2 separate regions of the Zea mays genome follow, and region 2 is linked to region 1. Evidence: chromatin contacts called from public Hi-C data. All regions are on one chromosome and are shown on one strand. The core of a region is the stretch at or near the end of the contact, and the rest is flanking DNA. Distances in the headings are between cores, read along the strand shown. Region 1 holds the start of LOC100280930. Region 2 holds the start of LOC103632716 (vacuolar iron transporter 1.2-like).

The links. A called contact is a pair of places that touch in the nucleus more often than the background predicts.
Region 2: a Hi-C map of bundle sheath shows a contact between it and region 1, with 4 times the contacts expected there. The contact joins the promoter of LOC103632716 here to the promoter of LOC100280930 in region 1. A contact is called at or near these places in 2 of 25 Hi-C or Micro-C datasets (bundle sheath and leaf).

What each region holds. Positions count from the first base shown.
Region 1 is chr7:111,916,383-111,920,504 of Zm-B73-REFERENCE-NAM-5.0, forward strand. It overlaps LOC100280930, which reads right to left and starts at 1,864. Exons shown (of 6, transcript NM_001366637.1): 1 at 849-1,864; 2 at 658-734; 3 at 1-10. The coding sequence starts at 1,851.
Region 2 is chr7:112,562,319-112,566,440 of Zm-B73-REFERENCE-NAM-5.0, forward strand. LOC103632716 (vacuolar iron transporter 1.2-like) reads left to right here and starts at 2,281. Exons shown (of 3, transcript NM_001319724.1): 1 at 2,281-2,693; 2 at 3,529-3,614; 3 at 3,739-4,122. The coding sequence starts at 2,440.

The DNA.
Region 1 (4,122 bases), core at 614-3,113:
TCCGATACATCTGAGAAAGGGGGGAAGCGAGGAAAGCACACAAAAAAAAGCAAAGCGATGAGCTCACAGGCCAATGCAATGCAAACCAGAAATCACTGGTGGGGATGGGAGGTGTAGTAGGAGACAAACAAATGGATGAGCAGGCGGATCGGCGCGCAAGAGAACACCAGCAAATGGACACATGGAAATACTATGATGCCCTCTCTCTCTCTCTCTCCTCTGGCCATGGTTCTTTCTGAAGCTGTGACTAGTGCTTTGGGCCGTGCGCGCACACACCTACACACACATACGCTAACTAGGCGCGGATGCACATACACTGCATTATTGTGTAATGATGACTACTTTTGCCCTCTTTCTCTCTCATCCACACACATCCCCACACCCATGCATCTCTCTCCTCCGCCAGGAATGGCAGTTTCTTGGCTACGAACGAGGCCCCGCCCATCGGACCGTTTCATTCACCGTCTGGAGTTACTGCATTGGCGTTCTTGTCTGACCCAAACAAGAGAAGAAAAAAGAAAGGAAGAATGGCGCGAGGAGGGAGGCGAAGGAAATCACAAGGCTCTCCTGCGAATGCGATGATGGAGGTGAATTCGTTCGGAGCCCAGAGTTTCGGAGATGGTTGGTTGGCAATGGCCGAAGTGCTAGCGCGCGTACCTGGAGATGGCTCTTGACGTGGGCTAGGGTCAGATCCTTCACGTCCATGAGCTCCAGCACCGACTTGGGCGTAGCCCCTGCAGGCGAGGGAGAGGGAGATATATTTATTTTGAGAACAGGGATCGGAGGACGGGGATCGGAGGTGTAATTCAGCCGTGGTTGCTGTTGTTCGGGGGCCGGGGGGCACGCACTCTCGTGGCCTCCGAGGAGCTCGACGGCGTGGACGAAGCGGGCGTGGAGCGTGCTCGTCCACCGCATGCGCGGCGCGCGCATGCTGCGCTTGGCGGGGAGCTTGGGCATGAACCGGGAGCCCAGGCCGAACGGCTGCGCGCCGTGGAGGTGGTGGTGGTGGTGGTGGTGCCCGCCGACGATGCCGCCCAGTCCGCCGACGCCGCCAGCGCCGTAGCCGCGGAGGGTGTCGGTGAGCATGCCGTTGAGCCGGCCCGATGCCGACAGCATCCGGTGGTGGTGATGCGCGGCCGGGGACAGGAACGCCGCCGACGCTGGGTCCAGCAGCGGGGACGGCGGCGTGCCCGGCGCGAGCGGCGACGGCGACGGCGACGTGGAGCCGAGCGACGAGGGCCACGTGCTCGGGTGGTACGAGCCGTAGAACCCGAGCTTCTGCTGCTGCTGGTGGTGGTGGAGGGGGGCGCCGTCGGCCCCGGAGGCCGGCGGAAGGAACGGGAAGCCCCCCGGGCCGTTGTAGATAGGTATCCCTCGGATTGGCAGCGCCACCGACGCTCCCCCTCCTGCGCCGGCGCCGGCGCCTAGCCCGCCCCCGCCGTCCAGCGGCTGAAGCATCGGCATGGCGGGCATCAGCGTGGCGCCCGCCGACGTGGTGGCCGCGGAGGACGCGGCCGCCGCCGACGGCCGGTGTCGCCACGGCAGCGCGTCCGCGTGCTCCTGCTCGACCGGCGGCGACAGGGACAGCTCCGTGGACGCTGTGGACCCGTTCAGCCTCCGCCACGGGTCTCCCCCGGCGCCTCCTCCTCCTCCCGTTCCTCCCCCCACGGCGGCGCGCCTGCCGGACGGGCCGGACCCCGCCGCGCTGCTAGGCAGGCTGATGTGCAGCGACAGGTCCGGCGACGCGGCCGAGCTCGCCTCCATCGCCCGCCGTCTACCTTCGGCTGACGCCCCTCTCTCCTGATCGCACGACGCTTGCAGTTCCCACCCCGCGGTCTCTCCTCTCTTCATGCCCGGCTAGCTTGGAGGAGGGCTCATGCGATTGATGGATATATACAAGAGGAGGAAGAGAAGGTTCTTGGTGTTGTGTGGAAGAGGGGGGGGCTCTCTTCTCTCGTTTGTGCTTCTGCTTTGGCCTTGGTGGGTGTCTGTGTCTCCAGTACTGGAGTTACTCTCTCCTCTCTTTCTCTCTCTTGTCAAGAAGATGACTGTGAGAGGCAACCAGGGATGAACTGGTCTCTTGTGCTGTTCCTCCTTATTGCTACTAGTATCATAAAAAGTTAGAGAGAGAGAGAGAGAGAGGGAAATAAAGGAGGAGGTAGCTAGGAAGCAAAGAAGGGGGGAAAAGAGAGAGAGAATATGAGATTATCTTGTTGTTAAGGAGGGGCAGGCATCACCATGTATGAGAAAATGACACTTAGGAGGCCATTGGAGTCAAAGGAACCATTGCTTTTGTCTCCACACCTGCATCTGGCCTCCTCACACAATAAAGACTGGACTGATAATTGTATACTATAGAAAAAAAATCGTACCTCCTGGAATTAAAAATCTGTGTTCATGTCCATGTAGGTATGTGTACTACTCCTGCTCCATATTGATATTGTAGGAGAAGACTGCATCTGATTTTTTTTCCCCTGTTTTGTTTTGCATGAGACGACTGACTGATGATGATCTGATTATTTTTTGGGGGACGAAAAGGCTGTCTGAGCTCGTGCGCCTGCTGGGATGCTTTATTTTTCCCCCCACGCCCCAGGGCTTGGGTTCCCCTTCCTCTTTCTCTCCCCACCCCTTGCTCTGTGGAGCAGTGCACCCTTTTTTTATGGGGGAGGGGCGGCCGGCCGGCCGGCCGGGGGTCGGGGGAGGACTGGAGGAGCAAGGCAAGGCAGGCAGACTTCTTCTCTCCCCAGTACTGCTTTCAGATTGGATGTATGTGTGTGTGTTGCAGTGGAGGGGAGAGGAGGAGAGCTCTAGGCCGGGCTCTCAGGCTCTTCAGTGACCAGCAGGTCCACATTCTGCAGTCACACCACCCGGCCTCTCTCATCAATTTGCAGTGCAGTCCCATAGTAAGCGAGTACTTTGTGTTTGTGCAAAGCGGTGAGTTTCCTGCCAGCTGCATGTGTCAAGGTGTGTGTGTGTGCTCCTGTCCTGGCTTCCCCCCTTCCTGTGTCCTGCTGCATGCTGCCCTGGCTGCCTGCCTTTTTCACTCGACGCATCGTCCTCTGCACGCTCTTTGCCACCACCACCACCACCCACGTCGACCTTTCTTCTTTCACGCTCGATACAACGCAATGCCGTTAAACCACTGCATCATCAAACAAAAATGCTTACACAAGCGGGTTTTGTGGGCATCGACCGTGGTGGTTGGAGAGAAGAATGTGTTTACGTTCCTCTACTTATTAAATGTAGTAGTAGTAGTAGTCAATAAATGCAACAGTTAGATCGTCCTTGTGATGTTGTGTGTGGCAAGTTTCGTGTTTGAACAAAAAGTGAGGTCACATGCGTGACGATGCTTCTGCTAGTAATACAGCATATTTAGTTTTCATTGCAACAAAAACGGGTACCTTGATATTCATGACATCTTTTGTCGCTTGCCAGTGAATTGCTTTAACCGCCACCTCTCTTTGTAGTTTTATCCCACGAAGAATTTGTATATTGTGAACGGATGCCTTGACATTCATAACCATTATGTCACTCTTGTTAATCAGTTTCTTCTATTGATATACTGTTGGATACCTTGTCATTCAAGATTTGTTCTCACTCATAACCAAAGTTGTGGGATTGTGGCCGAGGGCGGAGCTAGGATTTCGATTTAGGGGTGGGGGGGGGGGCGACAATACGATACGATAGTGCGTGTATATATTAGATATTCTATTTGTCACCTCAGGTGATAGACCGAGTGCTCTATGACCCACACCCAGTGGTGTGGTCGGTCCAATAGATTCGTCGGTCGGATACATTCGAACGGATTCAGATATATCACCCTAGTCGTTGAAAACCAGCGCTACCATATATACACACACTGACTCGATAAAGGCATATATGATAATCAAATTAACATTAGTTTTACGATGTGAAGGCAATCTAAAAATCTAAAATGATACAAAAAGTCACATAGAAAAGAGGGGGGGGGGATGGTTTGCATTGAGTCTTTCACCTTCTTTAGACATTCTATTTTATATGAAAAAATCATGGTACTAACATAAATGAAGGAGAAGGGAGGATATAAAACAATCCTAAAAATATATAACCACTCCACCATTCTGATTCATACAAAAAATAACA
Region 2 (4,122 bases), core at 1,031-3,530, 650 kb after region 1:
GGGATGGTGATATCCTGGCTCAAGGCTTAATATAATTAATAGTGTACTCATATCAATAAGGTGCATTTTCTTTTTCGGAAGCCTATCTCGAAAGAACCTCCAAGTTAAGTGTGTTGGGCTTGGAGTAATTTGGTATGGGTGACCGACCGGGATGTTTTCTCGGGTGCGCATGAGTGAGGACAAAATGCGCACAAAAGACTCGTGTTAGTCTGTGGGGATAATATATGATCCTAGATAGCTGCCAGGAGTAAGTACCGCATGTCCAGGATTGGACGGGGTGTTACAAGTGATATCAGAACCGACCCTCGCGATTTCACGGGCGTGTGTGGGTTAGGGGGTTCGGGTATATGGCGCATGTGGGCCCGGAGTGGTCACATGGCATGGCATATGACGACACTAGACACACAGACGTGGCTAAGAGGGGAGGTTCCTGTATTGGGGTTGACCGACGAGGACGTCGGTCTTCTAAGGGAATGGATTGTGATAATCTGGCCCCTGGGATGGTGATTTCCTTGTCCAAGACTTAATAGAATTAATAAATTATCCATACCAACAAGGTGAATCTTCTTTTTCGGAAGCCTATCTCGAAAAAACCTCCAAGCTAAGCGTGCTTGGCTTGGAGCAATTTGGGATGGGTGACCGACCGGAAAGTTTTCTCTGGTGCGCATGAGTGAGGACAAAATGCACACAAAAGACTCGTGTTGGTCTGTGGGGACGATATATGACCCTAAAGAGCTGCCAGGAGTAAGTACCATCGGTCCAGGGATTGGACGAGGTGTTACATGAAAACTCATAATTTAATGTAAACAGAAATGATATTGATGTTTGACTAGTGATTGATTGGCAGTACAATAACATCAAACAAATAGATACAGAGAGGCAACATTCTATTGTTGTTCGGTTGCTAATGGTGTACATTTAGCTACATCCGGTGTTGTTTAAGATTTTAGACCACTTGTCATTGAAAAGAGCCGATGGTTACAATGACCACTTGTGCTATAATTTGTCACCTAAAGACACGAGGCTTTAGTTTATATACTAATGTATATTAGGCTTGTCCCATATTTATCAAATAAGAAATAAATACGGGTTCAATGCAAATAAAAATAGGATCATGCAAAAACGGATAGAATAAACCCTCTACTGTTTCCGTCCTGTTTCCATATTTTTCCATAAATGCGAAAATGGTCGGGTCAAATGTAGAAAACGGTATGGGCCAGGACGGGATTTTACTCGTCCGTTTTCAACCCTATGTACGATCCCTAGCACATCATGTCTGCCTTGTGGGGCCAGTCAACCTCGGTCATGGGGGACTTCAGCACCGGAGTCACTATAGTGATCCACGCACCAGGAAAGACGGGGCAACACATCATGCCACTACGACACCATCAAACTCGCTACAGGGACCTACATACCGGACAGATGACGCAGTGCGCCACGCCGGAAGTACAGCTACCCACACTCGACCCTACGGACCCCGAGGATACGCTTCAGTACCCAAGGAAGCAGACCTCTCTCTCTAGAGGAAAACATACCACCTATGTAAAGTTCCCTTGAACTATAAAAGGGACGCCCCTCTTTCTTCATACACATGCACAATTTGTGACACTGTCCAGCCAATACTACGATCAACACTACACTGGACTAGGGCGTAAGCCTAAACCAGTATAATTCATCGTATCCCGACGATTCACCATTCAGAGTGATTATTTTTACCAAATTAATTTTTATAGAAGTCGCCTGAAAAGCTGAGCGTTTGTTAGTCCGCAACAGTTTTTGGTGGCGAGAAGCTGAAACAAACATGGCAAAAATCTCTCAAATCATTGGTGTCTAAAAACTGGTGTGGTCATTCTTAAGCTTTCGTTAGTGACTCAGTGAAAACAGGTGGAATCGGTTGAGAAAACATGATATGTTTTTTTGTAGAAGTTTGGTCCCTACACTAAACTTTTTGGATTCTTTTTGTTGTGAAGAAAAAAATGAGTAGAAGCTTGGTCCCTGCACTAAACTTATTTTAAGGCGGAATGTCAAAATTAAAATGACATCTAGAATGGATTTTTTAGGGATCTGAAACATGTTTTTATAAAAAAAATTCTAAAAAATATGAAGTCAGGTGCGAAAGAGAAACCAGACATTCACACTGGTTTGAATCTTTGTGAAGCCACAGCCACCCACTCCAAAACCACAAAAGCAACATCGACTACCACCCCATGTCCAAGTTGGTCATTTCCGCCCGAGCTAGCTAACCCCTATAAATGCCCCTCCCAGCTCAGCGTTCGCCTCACCAACAGAAAACCTCGCAGCTAGCAGCAAGATCTTAGCACAAACACCACAGCCCACAGGCTGATTAATCACTCCAAGACTAATCAAACGAACGCTTAGCTAATAGCGCGCGATCTTTTTTCCCCCTCCCCCTCTTGAGTCTTGAGCGTGCGAGAAGAGATGGCGCTGAACGGCGGCAAGACGACGTTGGTGCAGGACGAGGAGAAGCAGCAGCTTCTGCTGGAGAAGCACACCGAGAAGCACTTCACAGCGGGCGAGGTGGTCCGGGACATCATCATCGGCGTCTCCGACGGCCTCACCGTGCCCTTCGCGCTCGCCGCGGGGCTGTCCGGCGCCAACGCCTCCTCCGCGCTCGTGCTCACCGCGGGGCTCGCCGAGGTCGCCGCCGGCGCCATCTCCATGGGGCTCGGAGGGTAAGCTTCGCATGGATCCCCATTCTCTTCCGCGCATGCATGCTCCATCCGAGACCGCATCTCTCTCTCTCTCGATTTGCTTCTTCAGTTCACTGGTGCCGCGGTGCGGTCAGCAACCCGACATGCGTATTAGCATAACTGATGGCTGGTGCTGAGCTCATCTTGGCTTCACATGCCCTTGTTTCTTCCCAACGTTACAGATCGTGCATGCAGCTGTTGGTTTCAGTTTCGTATTCTTCTGCGCATTACAGCGCGTTTATGCAAACGTAATCAGTTGCTAATTAAAACTCCTGATCGCCAGTTAATTAATTTATAAAAGGGCGTTTCTCATGCTCGGAAACATTTTCCGATGGATACTCGTTACATGCATAACACACTCTCTGAAATTTGAAGTACTTTTGGGCCTCCGGACACGTCTGAAAGTGTGTGTTTTTGGTATCGAAATGTATATATGACGACTCAGTACAAACATGACTAAACATAGCTAGACGTTTGTAAATACAATACTTCTCTTCCAGAAGCATAAGTTCTATAAGGCAAACTAGCGTCATATTTCTTCCACAGGAAGAAAAAAAATCCACAGATGCAATTACTGCTCTCTGCAGTGCAGCACTCTGGTCACTGGTCAGGAAAGAGACAAGAATTCAGAAAAATTGCGATCCAAAATTGCGAACTGCTATTTTATTCATTTGTTTGTTTGTGTTTCCAACAGCTTGTGGGCCTGCACTCACGCAATTCGGCCCGCACGAATCTGACCCAAATAAATGACGTTTGAGCCCAGCTACCCACCCACCAAAACTAACCTCTTCAGTTGCTGTGCTGTGCGTGCGTTCAGGTACCTGGCGGCGAAGAGCGAGGCTGACCACTACAACCGGGAGCTGCAGCGCGAGCAGGACGAGATCGACACCGTCCCCGACGTCGGTAAGCAAACGCAACCGCCCGCGACGAGCTCACCTTCTTCTCTTCAGACGGCTAATGCATATGTAGTAAGGTCGTCTGACCATCGCCTCGTCCGTCCTGTACATTTCGCATGCAAATAATGCAGAGGCCGCCGAGATCGCCGACATCCTGTCGCAGTACGGGCTGGGCCCGGAGGAGTACGGCCCCGTGGTGACCTCCCTCCGCAACAACCCCAAGGCGTGGCTGGAGTTCATGATGAAGTTCGAGCTCGGGCTGGAGAGGCCTGAGCCCCGGCGCGCGCTGGTGAGCGCCGCCACCATCGCGCTGTCCTACGTCGCGGGCGGGCTGGTGCCGCTGCTCCCCTACATGTTCGTGCCGGAGGCCGCGCGCGCCATGGCCGTGTCCGTCGCCGTGACGCTCGCGGCGCTGCTCTTCTTCGGCTTCGTCAAGGGCCGCTTCACGGGCGACCGCCCCTTCTTCAGCGCCGTCCAGACCACCGTCGTCGGCGCGCTCGCCTCCGCCGCCGCCT